2 separate regions of the Oryctolagus cuniculus genome follow, and region 1 is linked to region 2. A link is a contact called in public Hi-C data. All regions are on one chromosome and are shown on one strand. The core of a region is the stretch at or near the end of the contact, and the rest is flanking DNA. Distances in the headings are between cores, read along the strand shown.

Evidence for each region. A called contact is a pair of places that touch in the nucleus more often than the background predicts.
Region 1: a Hi-C map of skin fibroblasts shows a contact between it and region 2, with 4 times the contacts expected there. The contact joins two enhancer-like sites. A contact is called at or near these places in 4 of 6 Hi-C or Micro-C datasets (ear pinna, embryonic fibroblasts, skin fibroblasts and 1 more).

Annotation. Positions count from the first base shown.
Region 1 is chr5:12,739,713-12,742,607 of mOryCun1.1, reverse strand. The region is part of intron 21 of SCAF8 (SR-related CTD associated factor 8); the gene reads left to right. Among named protein-coding and RNA genes, the nearest start is that of TIAM2, 58 kb to the right of the region's middle. Within about 2 kb of position 1,632, at least 1 of the 8 cell types and tissues checked has an H3K27ac peak or open chromatin away from gene starts, as enhancers often do.
Region 2 is chr5:12,442,226-12,445,118 of mOryCun1.1, reverse strand. It overlaps TIAM2 (TIAM Rac1 associated GEF 2), which reads left to right. Exons shown (of 28, transcript XM_070073350.1): 21 at 782-961; 22 at 2,321-2,439. Among named protein-coding and RNA genes, the nearest start is that of CLDN20, 28 kb to the right of the region's middle. Within about 2 kb of position 1,343, at least 1 of the 8 cell types and tissues checked has an H3K27ac peak or open chromatin away from gene starts, as enhancers often do.

The DNA of each region.
Region 1 (2,895 bases), core at 383-2,882, 300 kb before region 2:
ATCACAAACTCCACAGACAAAGGCCTTTTCTTCCACCTTCCCACCCTGTGTCAGGAAGGCAGACATGGCCTGTGCAGAATCCGGCCCAGCACCGTGCCCACAAGGGTATTTGCACCATGCTCATACCATGATGTAGCCAGCTCATTCACGTATCTGCACACACCTTCTTCAAGAAGCTTGGCATTGTTCTTTAAATTTAGCAGACGACATCCCAAATGGTGGTTTAAAAAGTCTAGGAAAAAAAATTTTTTTTTCTGAACTAAACTTGAAAGAGTGTGATCATCAAGGACACAGGAAACTGGCCTGGGGATTTTTGTGGTTTATTTTTGTATGATGTCCTGCCCCATATCGAAAGATATTATAAATGTAGGTACTATTTTTTAAAGGTTTATTTTATTTATTTGAAAGGCAGAGTTGAGAAAGAGAGAGAGAGAGAGAGATCTTCCATCCAATTCATTGTTCCCTTCCCAAATGAGTACAATGACTGGGGCTGGGTTAGGCCAAAGCCGGGAGCATGCAGCCCTATCGAGTTCTCCCACGTGGGTGGCAGGGCTCAAGTATTTGGGCCATCTTGTGCTGCTTTCCCAGGGGCAGTAGCCGGAGCTGCTGGATTGGAAGTGGAGCAGTGGAAACTCAAACCAGAGCTCATCTAGGATGCTGGCACTGCAGGCAGCGGCTTAGCCCACCGTGAGCTGCGCCGGGCATGCGTGTGCAAGTCCTCTGCATCACGCCTGCGCTAAGGGTTCTCTGGGCATCTTATTGCTTCCTTCTCTTCCCAGTCCTCCCAAGTAGGTTCTCTTGCCTCCCCCATTTTGCACATGGCTCAGAAGCTTCCCCAAGATCACACAACTGAGAATCAAGCCCTGGTCCCTCCCACCCAGAGTGTTTCCCTTGGTCACTGGGTGACACGTCCACACCCACTCCCCCCTCTCGGGAGCAAGTTTGCCTTTTGTTCCTCTTTTGATTATTGCATCTTAAGGATTCATTTAGTGAGGCTCTGTGGCTGTTTTTTTTTTTTTTTTCCTGCTGGAGATTATCTTGACTTTCAAGGGTTGGAATTTCTTTCTTTCTTTTTAAAGACTTATTTATTTGAAAGGCAGAGCTACAGAGAGGCAGAGAGAGAGAGAGAGAGAGAAAGGTCTTCCAACCACTGGTTCACTCCCCAGATGGCCACAAAGGCTGGAGCTGTGCCTATCCAAAGCCAGGAGCCAGGAGCTTCTTCCTGGGCTCCCAGGCAGGTGCAGGGGCTCAAGGACTGGATCCATCTTCTACTGCTTTCCCAGGCCATAGCAGAGAGCTGGATCAGAAGTGGAGCAGCTGGGACTCTAACCAGCACCCATGTGGGATGCTGGCACTGCAAGCAGCGGCCTTACCCACTATGCCACAGCGCCGGCCCCAAGAATTTATTTCTCATAAGAAGATATTTTTATCCTTAATTTAGCCGGTGTATCTTTTGAATTAATTTTACTAGCTCCTAATGCCAGAATTGCTGCAAAATGAACTCCTACTGAACAGCCCCCAGTGTGTTTTCCAAGCTTACCTCAAGAGGGAGCTCTTTGCAAGCCTTAGAATGTGTTCAGGCCCTCCCAGTCTGAAACAGGTTTCAAGTGTATTTTCAGAGAACGGATGGCAAGTCCACGTGAGTGGAGGATAAGTCCATGGAAAAACCTTGAGGAAACAGAAGTGTGGAAAGCTGAGGTCTCTGGATGGCAGCCCAGGCTCAGGGATTTCAGTCACTATGACTGAAGTTCTTCCTCTCTAGGGTCCCATCAGGGCCACACGGGAGGCAGGAACGACTTGGAGGGGCTGAGAGAGTCTCTCCACTGTCCCCAGTGACTCCTTACAGCATATGGCCAACTCAGTCCCCGGGGCAGAAGGGATTAGGGCATTTGGTTTAGGTTTTGATTTTTAATCATATTAGCTCTTCTGCAAAAAGGAAAGAAATACAAAGAAACACAGCTGAAGAGAGAGAGAGAAGAGAGATGAGAATGGAATCTAAGTAATATTTAATGAATCCAGAAGGAGGAGCAGAGGAATTTAAAAATGAATGGAACCAACAGGAAACAAATCCGAGTGGTAGATTTCACTCCAGCTGCCTCAGGAATTAATATTAAATGTAAACGGACTAAACAGTTTAGAGGCAGAGATTGTTAGGCTGGAGATAAAAGAAAAACCCAACTCTATGCTGTTTTAAATAGAAATACAGGGGCCGGCGCTGTGGCGCAGTGGGTTAACACCCTGGCCTGAAGCGCCGGCATCCCATATGGGCGCCGGTTCTAGTCCCGGCTGCTCCTCTTCTGATCCAGCTCTCTGCTATGGCCTGGGAAAACAGTAGAAGATGGCCCAGATCCTTGGGCCCCTGCACCCACATGGGAGACCCAGAAGAAGCTCCTGGTTTGGATCAGCATAGCTCCGGCCATTGCACCCATTTGGGGAGTGAACCAGTGGATGGAAGACCTCTCTTTCTGTCTGTACCTCTCTCTGTAACTCTGACTTTCAATTAAATAAAATAAATCTTTAAAATATATATATAAATACAGATCTATTGAAACTAAAAACATGAAGTCAATATGTAGACAGACAATGTGCTTTAGCAAGCTGGAATGGCTGTGTTAATATAAGAGACACAGACAGGAAATAATGTCAGGATGATAAATATTACCAGAGGCAGAGGGAAGTTCTCCAAGAATGCGTATCAATCATAAAACCATACATACCTAGTCAGAGAGCTTAAAACACACAGAAATGCTGACAGAACTCATGGGAGTCACAGAGAAACCCACAGTCCAGCTGAGAGTTCAGCATCCCTCCATTAGTAACTGACAGGACAACTGGACAAAAAAAAAAGCACATCTGTTCATCCTGATTGGCCGGCTGCAGGGGGACTGACCGTGT
Region 2 (2,893 bases), core at 94-2,593:
CACTGCACTCCCTGGCCACAGCAGAGAGCTGGCCAGGAAGAGGGGCAACCAGGACAGAATCCAGTGCCCCGACCGGGACTAGAACACAGTGTGCTGGCGCCGCAAGGTGGAGGATTAGCCTAGTGAGCTGCGGTGCCGGCCTCAACTTACTTTACAGGAATGCAGGGGCCGGCGCTGTGGCTCAGCAGGTTAAAGCCACAGCCTGCAGCGGTGCCATCTCTTATGGTCGCTGCTTGGAGTCTCGGCTGTTCCACTTCTGACCCAGCTCCCTGCTGACGTACCTGGGAAAGCTGTGGAAGATGGCCTGAATCTTTAGCTCTGCACCCATGTGGGAGACCTGGAAGCAGCTCCTGGATCCTGGCTTCGACCTGGCCCAGCCCTGGTTATTGCAGCCATTTGGGGAGTGAAGCAGCGAATGGAAGACCTCTCTGTCTCTCCTCTAACTCTACATCTTAAAAAATTAAAGGAAAACAGACACTGCTTTTCAAATAGCTCATATTAGAACGAGCAGCAGGCCACGCGAAGTGCTGTTTGTTTTATAACCCTGCTTTTGTGGCTTTGTGAATCTGAAACTCACCTCTGGCCACCTGTGCCAGCACTGTTCCTGGGGTACACGGGAGCTCACAGCCCTCCATGCTACTGTGGCTTCCGGGACCCGTGCTGCGGGACCACGTTAGGAGTCTAGAACTGGACGGTCTCGAACTCCATCCCAGGATCCACTGAGCAGAGTTCAACTCCCCCCACAGTGCTCCTCTAAGCACCCTCTGTCCACTGCTTGCAGCTAAAACCGACAAGGCCTTCAAGGCTTTCCTGGACGCCCGGAACCCCACCAAGCAGCACGCGTCCACGCTGGAGTCCTACCTCATCAAGCCGGTGCAGAGAGTGCTCAAGTACCCGCTGCTGCTCAAGGAGCTCGTGTCCCTGACGGACCACGAGAGCGAGGAGCACTACCACCTGACAGGTGAGAGGGCTCCCCCAGTGTCGGTCTTGGATACAGCTGCCCTTGTGGGAGGACCGCTGTGGCCACCCTTAGAGTCAGCACGGGGAGAAGCGGTCTCGTCGTAGGAGCCCCAAGCCACTCCATCTTCCTGTTTTAAAGGAAGGCACCGGAAGCTCACCTGAGTTCTCAGGCCTACCTGGTGGTGCTTCGGGACTGGAAATTGGGCGGCTTCTCCTAGTCCTGGTGAGCCGAGATGTTGGGTGAGGCGCCACCTTGTGGACATCTCTGAGTATAGCCGGCTCTGAAAGCAAGCGCCAAGCCCTCCCTCCCCACCTGCACTGGGTTTTAAAGTTGATGTGCTGGTATTTGTAACCTGGGAAACACCCAGCCCCAGGTATGCTCCGACAAAGCCCAAGGCCCTGCGGTTTCATAGGAAACGAAGCAGACTTTAGAGAGAGCTGAGCGATCTGCTCTCCACGTGTTGAAACTGGGTCCAGTTACGCCGTGTGTGCTAGAACTCCTGGGGAGAGACACAGGCTTCATTAAGAAAGGTTGCATGGGGAGTGTGTAAATCAAACTGGCCCTTCCCCAAGACAACATTTTGATATCATAGGCAACACAAAAGATTTTTTTTTAATATGTAAGTTATGTTCTACAAGTAAATGATGCAAACCAGGATTAGAATTCTAGTACAAGTGGCGAATTCATTTTGCATTGTGATGATGGGTAAAAGGGTTCCTTTAAAAAACTTCCTTCCAAACCTCCCTCTTGGTTGAACTAAAGTCCTGAATTGGGAGAAATTTTTTTTTTTTTTAAATACTGAATTTGGCAGTGACCTGACATTTTGCTTTTGGACTTTGACAAAATCACTGGTCCATTGTCAGCTCTCTCAGAGATGTAGAGGGTCAGCAGGTGGAGTGCACACAACTGCCCGGGCAGTGAGTGGTTCTCAGAGGCCGAAGCCTCGAGCATCGTAAACTAAGGGTCCCGAGGCTCAAGGGGAGATGCCCAGGCTGCCCATTCCTGGGTGGGGTTCTGGCTTTGCTCCTTGTCTTCTCCGGAACGCTGGCCGCCCGATCTGCCCCTCCACGGTCTCCTCCGTGGAATGGGTCTAGTGTGGGATGAGATGCTGCACGCCAGGTAGACAGGGCCGAGTCAATGCGAGCTTCTGCCCTTCGTCCGCTTCACTTCAAAGAGAATTTTCCGGGGGAGGCGACCCGACTGCTCGCCGGCGCAGTCACCAATGACAGCGTGCTGTGGTGAGGGACGCCGCCGGCTGGCAGAAGGAGTCTCGGGTCCTGGCTTGAATCCTGAGCTCTTGGTGGCTGTCGGGTGGGATTTAAAACAAACTGGAAGCTGACGGCGGTTCCCGTTCTGCAGAAGCGCTGAAGGCAATGGAGAAAGTAGCCAGCCACATCAATGAGATGCAGAAGATCTACGAGGACTACGGCGCCGTGTTCGACCAGCTCGTGGCCGAGCAGAGCGGCCCGGAGAAGGAGGTGTGTGAGGCGCGGGGGGCCTGGGGCCTGGGGGTCCTCCCAGACCATGCCACCGGCTTAGAATGAGGAGAAAATGCCTCGAGTGCTCTTCTTGACGCCAGCAAACCTGAGTACAGTGAATCAGACCAATTTAGATGAAGCGATGTAAAAGTCTGAAAAATTTTTTTAAAAAATTTATAGATTAGGGAGAAAGCTTCTGTCTGCTGGTTCACTCCCAAATGCACATAATGGCTGGGACTGTCAGGAATGCAATGCTGGCCTGCCATGTCGACGGCAGGAGCCCAGTTACTCGAACCTCCCAGGGTCTGCGGTAGCAGGAAGCTGGGGTCAGGAGCTTGGAGCACCCGGGTTCAGTGCCCGGCCCTAAGTGGCAGCCGGTGTCTGACCCACGAGGCTAAATGCCTGCCTGTTCTCCTGCTGTGGCATCATGGGCTGATGACTCCCTGCTTACTTA